Regions from separate parts of the Mus musculus genome. Here all the other regions are linked to region 3. A link is a contact called in public Hi-C and HiCAR-type data. All regions are on one chromosome and are shown on one strand. The core of a region is the stretch at or near the end of the contact, and the rest is flanking DNA. Distances in the headings are between cores, read along the strand shown. Region 1 has its middle 78 kb from the start of Gm30549. Region 2 has its middle 31 kb from the start of Gm30549. Region 3 overlaps Fars2 (phenylalanine-tRNA synthetase 2 (mitochondrial)). Region 4 overlaps F13a1 (coagulation factor XIII, A1 subunit).

What was found. A called contact is a pair of places that touch in the nucleus more often than the background predicts. HiCAR-type assays count read pairs that join an accessible place to other places.
Region 1: a HiCAR-type map of astrocytes shows a contact between it and region 3, with 2.8 times the contacts expected there. The contact joins two enhancer-like sites. A contact is called at or near these places in 1 of 484 Hi-C or Micro-C datasets (embryonic stem cells) and 1 of 115 datasets of contacts at active chromatin or transcription factors (astrocytes).
Region 2: a contact with region 3 is called in a Hi-C map of cerebellum, with 6 times the contacts expected there. The contact joins two enhancer-like sites. A contact is called at or near these places in 5 of 484 Hi-C or Micro-C datasets (adipose-derived mesenchymal stem cells, cerebellar granule neurons, cerebellum and 1 more) and 1 of 115 datasets of contacts at active chromatin or transcription factors (astrocytes).
Region 4: a Hi-C map of the N1E-115 cell line shows a contact between it and region 3, with 4 times the contacts expected there. The contact joins two enhancer-like sites. A contact is called at or near these places in 2 of 484 Hi-C or Micro-C datasets (the N1E-115 cell line and cerebellum) and 1 of 115 datasets of contacts at active chromatin or transcription factors (astrocytes).

Annotation. Positions count from the first base shown.
Region 1 is chr13:37,147,283-37,150,848 of GRCm38.p6, forward strand. No RefSeq gene overlaps it. Among named protein-coding and RNA genes, the nearest start is that of Gm30549, 78 kb to the left of the region's middle. Within about 2 kb of position 2,014, at least 64 of the 459 cell types and tissues checked have an H3K27ac peak or open chromatin away from gene starts, as enhancers often do. A contact at or near this core is called in astrocytes, where this site is marked.
Region 2 is chr13:37,100,095-37,103,318 of GRCm38.p6, forward strand. No RefSeq gene overlaps it. Among named protein-coding and RNA genes, the nearest start is that of Gm30549, 31 kb to the left of the region's middle. Within about 2 kb of position 1,852, at least 2 of the 459 cell types and tissues checked have an H3K27ac peak or open chromatin away from gene starts, as enhancers often do. A contact at or near this core is called in cerebellum, where this site is marked.
Region 3 is chr13:36,281,178-36,284,388 of GRCm38.p6, forward strand. All of the region lies in intron 4 of Fars2 (phenylalanine-tRNA synthetase 2 (mitochondrial)), which reads left to right. Among named protein-coding and RNA genes, the nearest start is that of Gm40912, 75 kb to the left of the region's middle. Within about 2 kb of position 1,839, at least 85 of the 459 cell types and tissues checked have an H3K27ac peak or open chromatin away from gene starts, as enhancers often do. A contact at or near this core is called in the N1E-115 cell line, astrocytes and cerebellum, where this site is marked.
Region 4 is chr13:36,914,112-36,917,215 of GRCm38.p6, forward strand. F13a1 (coagulation factor XIII, A1 subunit) reads right to left here. Exons shown (of 15, transcript NM_028784.3): 10 at 2,753-2,841. It overlaps Gm30489 (a long non-coding RNA gene), which reads left to right. Exons shown (of 6, transcript XR_873245.2): 3 at 314-444. Among named protein-coding and RNA genes, the nearest start is that of Gm30240, 73 kb to the right of the region's middle. Within about 2 kb of position 1,845, at least 1 of the 459 cell types and tissues checked has an H3K27ac peak or open chromatin away from gene starts, as enhancers often do. A contact at or near this core is called in the N1E-115 cell line, where this site is marked.

The DNA.
Region 1 (3,566 bases), core at 764-3,263, 870 kb after region 3:
CTCTTGCTCTCTTGCTCTCTTGCTCTCTGGCTCCTGAAGATGTAAGCAATAAAGCTTTTGCCACAGAAGATTCCGGTTTGTTGCATTCTTCCTGGCCGGTCGCGAGAACGTGTGTAAGAGGGGAGGGTCACCAAAACATGAGGAATTATATTAAAGGGTCCCGGCATGGTGGCGCACGCCTTTAATCCCAGCACTTGGGAGGCAGAGGCAGGTGGATTTCTGAGTTCGAGGCCAGCCTGGTCTACAAAGTGAGTTCCAAGACAGCAAAGTCTGTACAGAGAAACCCTGTCTCGAAAAAAACAAACAACAACAAAAACAAAAAATAAAAAACAAAACAACACAAAAAAGGTTGAGAACGAACCATTGCTTTAAAACTCTTCTAGGAAGCGGAGCTTGCGGTTTCTCTTCTCTGGGTTTATCGCCTTTCACCCTCTTCAGCCTCAGCATCCCGTCATTCCCTAGATTCATCTTTACCTCCATCCTTGCCCGTGTTGTTTGCCCTGGCTGTACTCTCAAGCTGTTCCTCGGTCTCTGTGTCAGCTGTCACGCATCTGGCTGCCTTGCTGACCCTGCAGCTTGCTCTGTACCAACTGCTCAGCCCTCACCACCACACTGCTGTCCCTGATGCTCCCTTCTGCATGTTCATCAGCTTCTCTTGTGCTAAGAAAAGTAGGTAAGAAAGCACCCGCTCGCTCAAGAGAAGCGAGCCTCTCGCTTTATTGGGAGAAGCCGCACTGGAGGGAATCTCCAGGCTGACTCACCAAGTGAGCCTCATTAGGTAGCCAGGGGAGAAGTGTTTACAGCAAGTACAGCAACGCAAGCAAAGGAAGGTTTAGGTTTGTACCCACATAAACATCACAGCCTTGCCTTTTTAGCTGCAGTCACAGTTATCCCCCTGCTAAGCCTCCGATGGACGCATTCTCCCTCTGCCCACAGCAGAAACGATTTGGGGGTTAGTAGGATTCACCTGGACTTAGCAAATGCCTGGTACAAATTCTTTGAAACAGTCCTCGCTGAGGGTGAACCTTCTCTTCAAGAGCTAGAGCAATCATCTACAACCATTGCGGAGTTTTCACCCGGGGTCTGTGGAATGTTTGAAATGGCCGCCATTGCCCTAGGGTAGTCTGCCTGGCTCTTGGACTGAGAGCCTTATTGTTTGAGGCATCCAGAGTAGCAAAGGTAAATCCAATAGCTGCCAGTTTCAGAGGTAGATTGCCCCACCCTCCTTCTCTTGATTTATCCCCGAAAAAAAAAAAAAAAAAAGAACATCAGAGGGTGGGCTTACAGGAACTTGAAGAACTTATTAACATTGGCAACAACTGAATTGGTGCTTTAATAGTACTTAGCAGTGCCCTGGAAGAAGCAGTTTCCCCATTACTGCTTCAGGAGGATCGTGAGTTCAGGATCACCCTGGGCTACAAACCCAGATCCTGTTTAAAACACAACAAAACAAAAAATTGGCTGGTCTCAGTTCCACTGTAGTTTTGCTTTGAGAGTTTCTTCCTTCAGTCAGTCCCTGTTTGTCTCTGCCCACCCAGTATACCACTTCCTGCCTCTGCCTGCCCTGTGCTCCACTTCTTGCATTTTCTAAACAGATGTCTCATATTTCTCCAGTGTTACAATTCAATACTGGACTACTGCTTCCCCCTACCCCTCTCCCTCCCCCTTTTTCCTCCCCTTGTCCCCCTGTCCCCCTCTCCCCCTGTCCCCCTCTCCCCCTGTCCCCCTGTCCCCCTCTCCCCCTCTCCCCCTCTTTCTCTTCCCTCTCCCTCCCCCCTCTCTCTTCCCCCTCCCTCTCTCTCTTCCCTCTCCTTCTCTCTCTTCCCTCTCCCTCTTCCCTCAGCTGAGAGATTTTTGGTTTTGTTTTCCTGACTCAAGATGAGATACCAAGAGTCTACACTTTGTGACATTCCTATAAAGTTGAATTTCTGTTACCACAGTCCCTTAAGTGGTGCCTGTCACCCAACAACCCAGTTCCAACCTCTGTTACCAGGGTGAATTATCTGTGAACAATTGCTTTGAGTACAATGCCTGCTACTTAATAGTCAGAACACAAATCACTACATAAATAAGAGTTTGCAGTGATCAGGAGCCATGCTATTACTTCAGAGTTCCTAGGGGATTTCAGAGTTCCTCGGGGACTGGTCACTATGCCTGTTTTCAGTTTGTATACAGACAGCAAAGCAATTCCTTAGCTTCTGATGACCTTTTATAAAACTGAATATTCAGGAGAGGGAATTCAAGCCTGGTATGGTGTCCCTTGTCTATAAGCCCAAGACTAAAAAGGTGGGGGTAGAAGGATCAGGAGTTGAAGGCCAGCCTCAGCCACATAGTGACTTCAAGCCAGGCTGAGCTGCACAAGACTCTGTGTCAAAAATGAAACAAGGAAAAAAGAAGGAGGCTGGCTTTGTTTAATGCTGCACATCTGGAATCTCATCGTATGACAAATGAAGGGAGAAGGGCTGCAAGTTTCAAGATAACATGGATCGTACAGTGGGTTTTATGTTGTCCTGAGTTACATAGCCAGAACCTATGGTTTTGTTGTTTGCCTGCTGTTTGTTTGATTTTTTGTAATGAGTAGGAGGAAAGAATTGCCTAGCAATATACAAAGAGAACAACAAAGTCACAAAAAGTGATAATGTCATAAAGAAATTCAATTTGAAAAGCAGTGGTCTGAGTTCTAAAGGAAATAGCTGACTCTAAGGATGTGGGTGTTACCCCATTAGAAGGCCTTCCCTAGCAGCAAGAGGAACCAGGAAGATGGGTTTGCACATAAGAACTAGGAAATGGCTGTGAAGGAAGGATGAAGATGTCCAGAGAAAGTGACATCGGCAAAAAATAAATGTTGAAGAAACTCTGAGTTCTTGAGGCATTGAAAGTGGGAAGGCCATCTGGCTGGAAAATAATGCAAGCTGAGATGCTGGGTGTGGCTGTGCCCAGGGAGAGCCTCCTCCCAAAGAGGAGGCTCTAGTGCAAGAAGAAAGTGGGCACCATTCATACTACCCTTAAAAACTTTTTAAACACAAGACTCCTAAATCTTCAATATTTTGACTGCTGTAAGTTATAATGTGCTAAGTTAGAATTGATCCTAGTATGTTGTTTCTCATTTTTATTTACATTTAAATTTATATCTTTTATTTACATCTTTTTAAAAAAAAGACCTCACAGGCTATAAAACAATTGTGTATTCCAGATTGCTTTTTAAGACTCCTTTGCAATGATTGGATTGAGAACAGCTGTTTTATTGTCTCCCAGTCCTGCATCCAGGGTTCAGCCTATGCCTGTTCAATGGCTTAATAGGTCAATACTCAAGAGATAGAAGACCCTAGTTATCATTCATGAGCAATCATTTAGACTACCCTAAATCCTAAAGACAAGAACTTCAGAATTGTGCCACCCAAGCTACACGGTAGTAACAATCTACACTCTTTCAAGTTGGTTAAGATTTGACTATTCAGACTTATATATAAGATATATTATATATATTAATATAATCTTATTCATAAGGCATATGATGTTTCATTTCTGACCCACTAGGTCCTCATCTCCTGCATTCCAATCCTTTT
Region 2 (3,224 bases), core at 602-3,101, 820 kb after region 3:
TCTCATTCTAGCTGGGCTTTTAGAAGGGTAAAAACTTATGTGACCAGAGTCTCCCACTCTCACCAGAGGAGCAGGAGGACAGGTTAATGTGTCCTAGCCAGTGATTTGGATTGCAGGTTGAGTGTTGACTGACTGGAGGTATCTTCTGTGGCTACCATAGGCAGGTTTTATGTCATCTTTACAGTACCCTTGTTATTTCTTCTCTTGGGATAATGAACTATCAAAGGTCTATGTTTGCTTACTTTGGTTTTAAGACAGGATCTCCATTAATAGTCCAGGCTGGCATGAACTTCCTGAGCTCAAAGGAGGCTGTTGTCTCAACAGATGTACATCAAACCAACACCCTCGCTCATTCTCTGAAGGCTTTGAGCAGGGGCTATGTCATGTCCAGAGTTAGTTACAAAACCAAGCCATCTAGTCAGGAAGTAGGGAGCAGGCTCCTGGAGTGTGGACCAGACGGGAGCTGTCAGCTTCTAGGTCTTCAACCATCAAGGTTGGCCTCGCCTTCTGATTTATAGGCTAGGTCACTGTTCTGCTGTGTCCAGGATGGGTTTAAACTCTCTTGCTTACATTTCGTCTCTCTCGCTCTGCCTTCCCACTGTGGACATGGGATTGAGACTGACAGACATGGCTGTGGGCATTAGTTAGCACATCACTGGTCACTGTACAGACAGAGAGGCAGCTCTTGCTTCCTGCAGTGTACAAGAAGCTCCTGAGCTCCCTGAGGAAGTTCACGCCAGTCTGTCCAAGAATGGCCTTGACCATAAGAGGCAGGGAGAAGCAGCTTGTGTTCTCTCATAACTCTGGCTCAGTTACACTAAGGGTGTGCATTCAGTCAGAAAGGAGACCCTGCTGACAGTGGCAGGAAGCATTTGTGGGGACATTATTCTGGAAAAGGACACGGCACATTTGGGTTTTAAATTAGTCCCTGCTTTCTTTTCATTGCTGGTAATTTCCTTTCCTTTTTCTTTTTTCCTTTAGTGCTTAGCATAAGTCAGAGTCTTGGGCATGCTACACAAGCGCTCTACCATTAAGCTGCAGCCCCACCCCAGGGGTTGGTAATTCTGTATTCTCCTAGACACTTTCCAGATAAACACCATTTTATCACAATAATTTCCCCTCTCCCCAGTTGAGGGAACTAGGCCTCAGAGCAAGAAACAGCCTGGTTCTGATACACACAGCCAAGGAGAATCTCTTCCCTGTCATCATTCTGCCATTTACAGACTGGGACAAGCAGATCTCAGATCTCAGTGCCGTTCACCTCGGATCTGCACGTGGAGTATCACGTGTAATCCCTGACATGGTCGCAAAGGAGATTCCAGCTTCTAACTTCATAGGAGGAGGGGAAATGAGACATAGACAGTTTAAACAGTTGAACAAAATTCATCACAGCTCATTGTAGTACCAGAATGAGAACTAGGCTCAGTCTGGCTCCCAGGGCATGTTTTTCGAAATGTTCCATTGAACTATTTCCATGTGTATCATGCAAGGCCACAATGTTCTTCCTGCTTCTGGCCAAAGGCTGTGAACTATGAAATGCCTGTAGCCATGGATGATGGTGGCCACTGAGGGAGAGAAGATGTAGCTGGCCTGTAGTATCTAATGTGTAGCAGCTGAGTTTCTTAGTTTTCCACACATCCTTCTAGAAAATAGGCCAGTGACTTCCTTGGAGGAAAGTAGAATTAGACCATCCCTGTCCCACATTGTTAGGCCCTGTGTCCTGTCTTGTCTTATCCTTGGCTAGTGAGGGCTGATGAGAGAAGAAAAGACAGCGGGGACAGCTGGTGTCCATGAAGTTTCACTGGTTACAAATGGACGTGTGCCCAGCACACGCTCACCATGGCCCCCTGCCTCTAGGATCTCAGGCTCTGAGTCGATAATGATTTTTGGAATCCCAAGGCAATATCCACTATATACAGAAGTCTGGTGGTCCTTGGCTCCAGCTGCCCCTGGTGGTAAATAGTTGTGCTGGTCTCATTTCTACCACTGGAAAGTTGGTTCCTGTGAAAGGGCCTTGGTGTGCCTTGATTTTCCTCTATGAAAAGGAGCACAGCTCTGAGTTGGCAGCCAAGGGCAGACTCTATTCCTGCCTCCTCCTGTTTCTTACCGGAACCCCAAGAGCTGTCTTTTTCTGAGTACCAGTGGACTGAGCAGGGCGAAGTCAGAAATGAGGGCATGTCAGATGCTAGGACACCTATCCTGGTAACCATCTGTCAATCTTCCTGTGGGAGAAGGAAAGCAGAGGCATCCAAGAAGACAAGTATGTGGTGGGGAAAAGGAAAACATCTTCTTGATGGCACAGATGCTCTGGGTCAGCCCTCTCTTCCTAGACTGCTCCTCCCTTCCCTCTGTCCTCAGCTTAGACACAGAATCAAGAAGGAGGAATGCTCCCATCTCAGATTTTAGAGTTTTGATGAGAACTCTCATAGAATAAGAGAACAGATTTTATGTCCCTAGGCCAAGTTGTAGTCACTCTCCTTAGATTCTCTATGGTACCGATGGGGCTGTGGAGTTGGCCTGTGAATTCCAGGACACGTCTTCATCTTCTGGAGAGGATGTTAGTGTGAGGCAGAGGTGGATGATGGGGCTTCTGAGGGCAGGCTGTCCAATGAATCCTTGGAGCCTGGCCCTATAAGAGAAGAGAAAGATCTATCTCCTCAGAGACCATGAGACCAGCCAAGGTCACTGTGCTCGGGACAAGAGGAAGGAAACCCTGGGACATGAAGGTTTATGAACATCAGTGTGCACACTGAAAATGCGGCACAGAACCTGGGCTGAGCAAGGCATCAAGACACTATTCTAAGCCTCCCTCCCATGCCACCTTCCTCTCCCTTCTGAATCTGACGGTTCTCTCCCAGGCACTTACCAGTACATCGTACTGAGTCTGTGCCTCTGTTCCCACAGCCAGGAGGAAGCCATCAGTCACTAGGTCTCCAGTGCTTATATGGGATTCTCTCTTGTAAATAAGGCTTGGGGAGAGAAGACAGAGGCATTCAAAGAGCATGCATTTATATTAAGTCACATAGCTGATGCATACATTACACATTCTGTACATTGCATCTTTGTTAGTCTATGTATCACATATGTATTTATTTTAATGAAACCCAACAAAACAAGGGAGGTAATATATGTACTTGAATTAATCAACAAATACTTATATTGCTAAGTACACTACTCTAAGCCCTTTATAGGTGATAACCCATTGAATCTTCCAAACCATCCGA
Region 3 (3,211 bases), core at 589-3,088:
TCCTTTTAGGAGCTGGCAGTGTCCTTTAACACAGACTCATCTCTCAAACCCCTATTCTTTGTTGTTTTGTTTTGTTTTGTTTCGTTTTGAGACAGGATCTCGCTGGCCTGAAACTCTGTAGATCAGGTTGGCCTCAAACTCAGGTTAGACTGAAGTTTACCATCAGAGAATTGGACTGAAGGCCATGCTAGCACTCCTGGCCTGTCTATTAATTCTTAATTAATTTCTAATTTTATTCATGGGAGATATTGACATTAACCTTGAGTTGTAAATATTAAGAATGTTATCTGTAGCTCTCAGAGTAGTTTGTGACATGGAATTTGAATCCACCGTGCATTAAACTTTAGTTAGACTATTATCTATTGTATTGTGGTCATTTTTTTTAGGCATTATGGAAGGAATTAATTTCAGAAGCACAATTTCTGAATCATTTTCTTTAGAGTGAATTTGAACTCAGAGCTGAGCTAGTATTTTAAGTTGTAAATGTAGATTGCCTTCATTTGTTTAAGAGGATTAGAAGTAATATTTAGTGTATTTTTCTCTGAAATTTTATTTTTATGATAATTAGGTTCTTAGAGATTCAGAAGTGAAATGTTTCTGTACTGTTTATTTTGTACAGCGCTGTGTAAATACAAATTTGTGTTTGTTCAAACTAAATTTGAAAGTAAAGTCTAAAACTACGGTTATGACTTTAAATCTAAAATAACAAGTTTTTTCTTTTGACCTGAGTGTTCTAAAACATGTACTAATCAGTGAGCTCGTGTAGACATGAGAGACTGTGAGTGCAAAGGCAGATTCATTTTTTCTTTTTTAATTCTTTAATTTGTGCTTATGATACGCAATCAGCACTCTGAATTTTCCCAAGCTCTTTCTCGAGCTGTTTCTAATAATAGCCAAGGTACTGGTGAGTGGCTGTGTAGAAGACTGTTCTATTTACAGCAGCCTCATTGTTGTTATCTGGATCTCTCTTGTTCCTCTTGCTGATCAGTAAGTGCCTTTTAAGTTAGAGTTTTCTAAGAGTGCATTGTAACAGAAGTGAACCTCAGCGGGAGGTTTCCAAACTGGAGAGCCTTACCTAGACACAGCAGCAGAGGGCGCTCGGTCCCTCTTTTCACGATAACAGAGCCTATAGCAACCATCTCTCTTTTGAGCAGCTAAGCAGGAATTGTTCATATTAATTAAGTTTTTCGAAGATCTTGTTCTGTGATCTGGAGCTAGGTGCCTTAGAGTAAAATAGGTCTTATTTCAGTCTTGGGAAAACGGAGTAAAACAGGGAATTTCCTGAAACTCTGCAGGAGGAATAAAAACGCATATACTAATGAGTGAGATTTCAATGAAACTCAGTGAATCCTTCTCTTTCCTTTCCATAGTCTGGCTAATGCGCAAAACATCCATTTTCTTAAGAAGACCCAAATGAAAACCCCAGGAATTTGCATTTCCTCTTGAATAGTTTCCTTAATGAAAGGTGTTTGAGACATAGGGTTTAAACAAATCAGTGACTTGAAACATTGTGGCACCTACTTGAAATTTAAACCTTTTTATTAGATAGCTAGTGCCTCTTTGCTTTTAGCCAACAAAGACCCGTAAGAAAAAGAAAATGAAAAAATAAATAGCATTTCTGGACCCCTATTGCCTAGTGCAGGCGGATTATATTCCCTGTGATCTTGTTCGCTCATATTATGTGGTGATTAGAGCCAGGCTTCAATCAGCTGAAAGATTCCCCAAGGCAGGGTCTTGTCCCACCAGTGCACATGGCATGCCCCGTCTGACACCAGGGCAACTTGAGAATTGAGCCAGAGATGCTGCAGTTTGGTGTAGCAGATGCACACTGGTGGTTGCCATGGAGATTGCTAATACTGCTGAAACTCAAAGAAAGGGCACTTGCCACAGCTCAGGAGCCTGTGTGAAAGTGAGTGAAAAGCAAGTGGAATTCAGAATAGGGCCTCAGCTACTTGTCCCACATGGAGTTTTAATTTCCTTTCCTTTCCTCTTCCTTTTTCAGAATCTAGATTGAAAACAGGGCAAGTCATAAGGCAGGCTGGAGCCCTCGGAGCTCTCTGCAGCCTGACATATCCTTGGGATAAGTGTATATTAACAAGCAGGCATGACTAATAGGATTGGGGTTGGGGGCTGGGCTGGCGTGTGGCAATCCTTCTGGAGCCTCTGGTCTGCTTGTCACTGGGGCTTACTAGGCACCTTGGGATTTGTCTGCAGCATATGTGCTGCTGTTAATGATTGAAAAATTACCACAACAATTAGTCACGGATCACTGAAGGCAGGGCCCCAAATGTGATGGACAATGTGATTAAATCCATGTATGTGACAATTAACTCTCCTGCAGGTTTATCCATCCAGGGAACGTGCCCTAGGGGTGAGAGCAGAGTGGGTTGAGACGATGGGGAAGCGTGGTGTTAGAAAGGAATAGGGGAGGTGAACGCCACAGACGAGACTGATGCAGCTGGCACTATTGGTTTTTAATCTGATCCGGAATTAATCACGGTTTGATTAATCCTGGCTTTATTGCACCTTTCTATTGCCCATTTATTTATTTCTGCCTCAATTTGATGGAGGTGTGACTGATTAAATTCTGCTCATTCCATGTTTTTGAATTTTTTAAATTTGGCTCTCCATTGAACACAGTGTTCTAGGTGGTCCAAAGTCCAATTATCTTGTAAGAGCTTAACAGGCACCAGACACAGCATGTCGTGAATCCCCCCATGTATCACAGCTGAGTGACTCAGAATAAATATTTGTTTGTTCAGTAATCTGCCAAGCAAAAGAAGCCTGTGATGTCAATATGCTTGGTTATTTGGAAGAAATAAGATTCCCCACCTCCCAACTTTGGTAATAAGAGTAACACAAACCAAGAAAATTTTGTGCAGAAAGGAAGAAAAATATTTGTATGAACTTATCTTCAAATACATTTTTGTAGCATAACAAGGTCAAGTTATGCTTGTCACTTATAGCTGTGGCTGTACATTGCTTTTTAAACCACATGCTCTGTTCTTTCTTTAGATGATTCTTTGTTATCCATGTTGCTTATGAAACACTGCACTGTAATAATGCCTAGGAGGCTGTGACACAGAGCAGCCCAAGCAGAGCCTGTTGCTTTGTTGTACCTCCGGGGCCTGGGATGTGCTGTGTTGCTTTGTATCTCCTGGGCCTCAGATGTGCTGCTGGGTGGCAGGTGGCTTGCCCCATTCAGAAGACA
Region 4 (3,104 bases), core at 595-3,094, 630 kb after region 3:
AAAAACAAAACAAAACAAAACAAAACAAAAACAAACAAACGAACAAAAAAGTAAAGTCAAACTTAAAACTCTTGGACTCTTTACTTATCTCTTCAGAAGCCCCAGGCCATGCTGTGTTAGGGAGAGAAGGGGCACCTGGGTCCTTTTGGACCTACAGGAACTCAACGTGAAGAAGGCATGTGGAGGGACGGGCACCGAATCCCAGGTGTGGATGCCATCACGCTCCCTTCTGTCCCTGCCTACAAAATGTGAGCGAGAAGAAAGGAGCCATTTTCCATGTACCTTTTCCCTTTCAGACTCCATTGTTTTTCAGATACCAAGGAAGCTCCAGAAAAGCTGACACGTAATCAATGAACTGGATGGTCAGGAAGCTGGTGAAGAACAACTGGGAAGCCAGCATGCTGAGAAGCAAGAACAGGCAAGCCACCTGCTGACATCCCTCTGGTAGGACGAGGTGGCACACAGGTGGAGGGAGGGAAGGTGCATCACCCTCCACCTAAGTCACCGAGACCCATGCTAAAGTTGCCTGCTCACCCCTTTGCGGTCCTAGCGAGCACCTCTTGAGAGAAGACACCTCGGGTGCTTTTTAGGCAGCTTATACATCTCTGACAAATAGCTCGAACCTGGAGCCCAGCCCAAACTCAGGCAACAAACAGCCTGCACAGCAAAGAAGCCTCTGCAGCCGCGAGAGAGGAGCAATTATCTGCATAGCCTGATGACATTCCTAACACCCTGATCTATATTTAATAACAGCAAAAAGCGCTTGCATTAACAGCTATTAGGACCTTCACCACTGCAAGGAGGGCCACCCGCTCTCCTCGGTAGCAATAAAGCACAATAAAAGTATAAAAAGAAAGCTACATGGGTTTCAGAGCCATCTCCCATGAAGAGATTCTCGGAGTGTCATAAACTGTCAGATGAGGGCAGGGGAGACTTGTACAGATTTTCAATCTCAAAACAAAATCAAATGGATAAAACTCCAAGCACTGTAAGGCTGCTCTCTGGAGGCTTCTAGAGGCATCTAGAAACCACAATAGCAGATAGAGTGCAGTCCTTCTGTGATTTCTGCTGTCTAAATGTCTGAATAACCATTGCTCCATCCCCTGTAAGCCCAAAGCACTCTGCTCTTAGAACTAGGGTCATATCCAAAGGCAAATGCTCTTTGGCTTTTGATAAGATTACATTTTGATTAAATTGATGACATATAGAAGATTTGATTAGCCGAAGAAACAGTTCTTATCCTTTCCCTACAGGACATCTTAGCTGAATGGCAGGACACACTGTAGGTGTTTGTTCTTTTCCCTGTGGTTATGGGGCTGACTGGGAGCTGCAGCTTGCTGCCACCCAGTATCATCTGAGAGGATCTGACCATGTGTGTTTATCCCAGGAAGAGATCCTAATTCCAAACCCAAAGTGTGGTTTCTATTGAATTTGTACCATTCCTTTGCACCATTATAAGGTTTAAAGATTGTAAGTGGAGATATCACGGGTCAGGAGCCATCTCTACTTACACAGGGAATCATGGTTGCCAAGCTACTTCCTGCCTTAGAGTATTAGGGTGTTTGCTATCTTTCAGTTTCTGGCTCTTTTTTTTTCTTAATGAGTGCATCTCCATGTATGAATGCAATCTTATGCTGACTGTATTGCTCATACGATAGCTACAAGTGTTCTTGGTATTACCACATTTCACTACTGATGTGTGGATTGATTTACTGACATATTCCCACCCAAGGATGATCCATCCCAAGGCCCTGGGCCTCAGAGCTCCCCCCGTAGCCTTCCCTGGTGTGAGCTAACAGGAGATACATAGTCCTTCCAGAGTGACTGCCCGGCTAAACTCAAGTGCCCACTCGGTTTCAAAATTCAGCACAGCTCTTTATTAGCTACATTACTGGGGAAAGGATATTAGTCTCTCTGCTTTACCTCGCCCTGATTTTCTTTTCAGTTCAACGGGGAAACTGATAGTACTCACTTTAAAAGGATTTCTATGAGCATCAAGTGGCAGGCAGAGTGATTGCTGGATACAGGAGCGAACCCTTCCCGTGTTGATTGCTGTACATACACCTCAAAGGAGTTCTACATCTCAGCCTTTAATACCCTCATCCCCAAGAGACTCCCAGGATTCTCCTTTACCCGACGTCTCTCACCCTGATTTAATTAGCTGTTTCCTGTCCTTCAAGCTCCTGCCCTATTATTCTGGCATCTTAGACCCTTTACTTAACATCTTTATCAACCCCTTAAGTGGTCAAAATTTCTCTACTTGAGTAGCACTTTATACCTTTCCTTCTCTTTTTGCCTGCTATTGGTGCTGCTGGTGGTGCTGCTGGTGATGGTGGTAGTGTGTGTATTGATTTTTGTGTACTTCTGGGTCAGTCTTAGATGGGAGTTACATACTCTGAAACTGCCACAGCAAGGCCACTTTTTACTGAGCTTTAGTTGAGTGATCGATCCACTTCATCATTTGATGTCTTCAGAATTATCCTCGTCAGTTCCTAGGTGCCCAGAACTAAACTCAGGTTTGCAAATCTCTTGCTTTTAGTAGAAATACAACCTCAAAAGTCTAAGACAGGAAAGCGTTAAGTAGGAATTGCGTTTAGCATTTAAAAAACCCGAGGCTGGAAAGATGTCTGGTTGACAGGAAGCATACTCGATGTACCTGGGAAATCGAGAAGTAGCAACCTGGTGTCTAACTCTTCAGTGTGTTAAGAGACAGTGGTGGAAAATTGGCACTTGCCTCCAGCTTTCCACTTACCTCTGCAAAAACAAACGGGGCATCAAACTGGAAGCAGACATGGCCATGCTTAACGGCTTGGACAGAGGCAGGGCCACAGCGGTACATGCCTGTAGCACACAACAAAGAGGAAGGCAGTGTGAATTTGTAGTTTTCAATTCTGCCCATCCACAGGACAGCACACAGCACTTAGGCAGCCTACAGACACCAGTACTCCCCAGCTTCACCACTGACTTTGCCTAAATGCTTTCACTGGCTACAGGAGACAGATGACTGATGTGTGTCGTCAATAGGGTTCTACTAGGAAGGCTAACCCAATCCTGAATGTGACAGAGAGGAAAAGAATATGGGGACAATAGTTTTCCTAATTCTG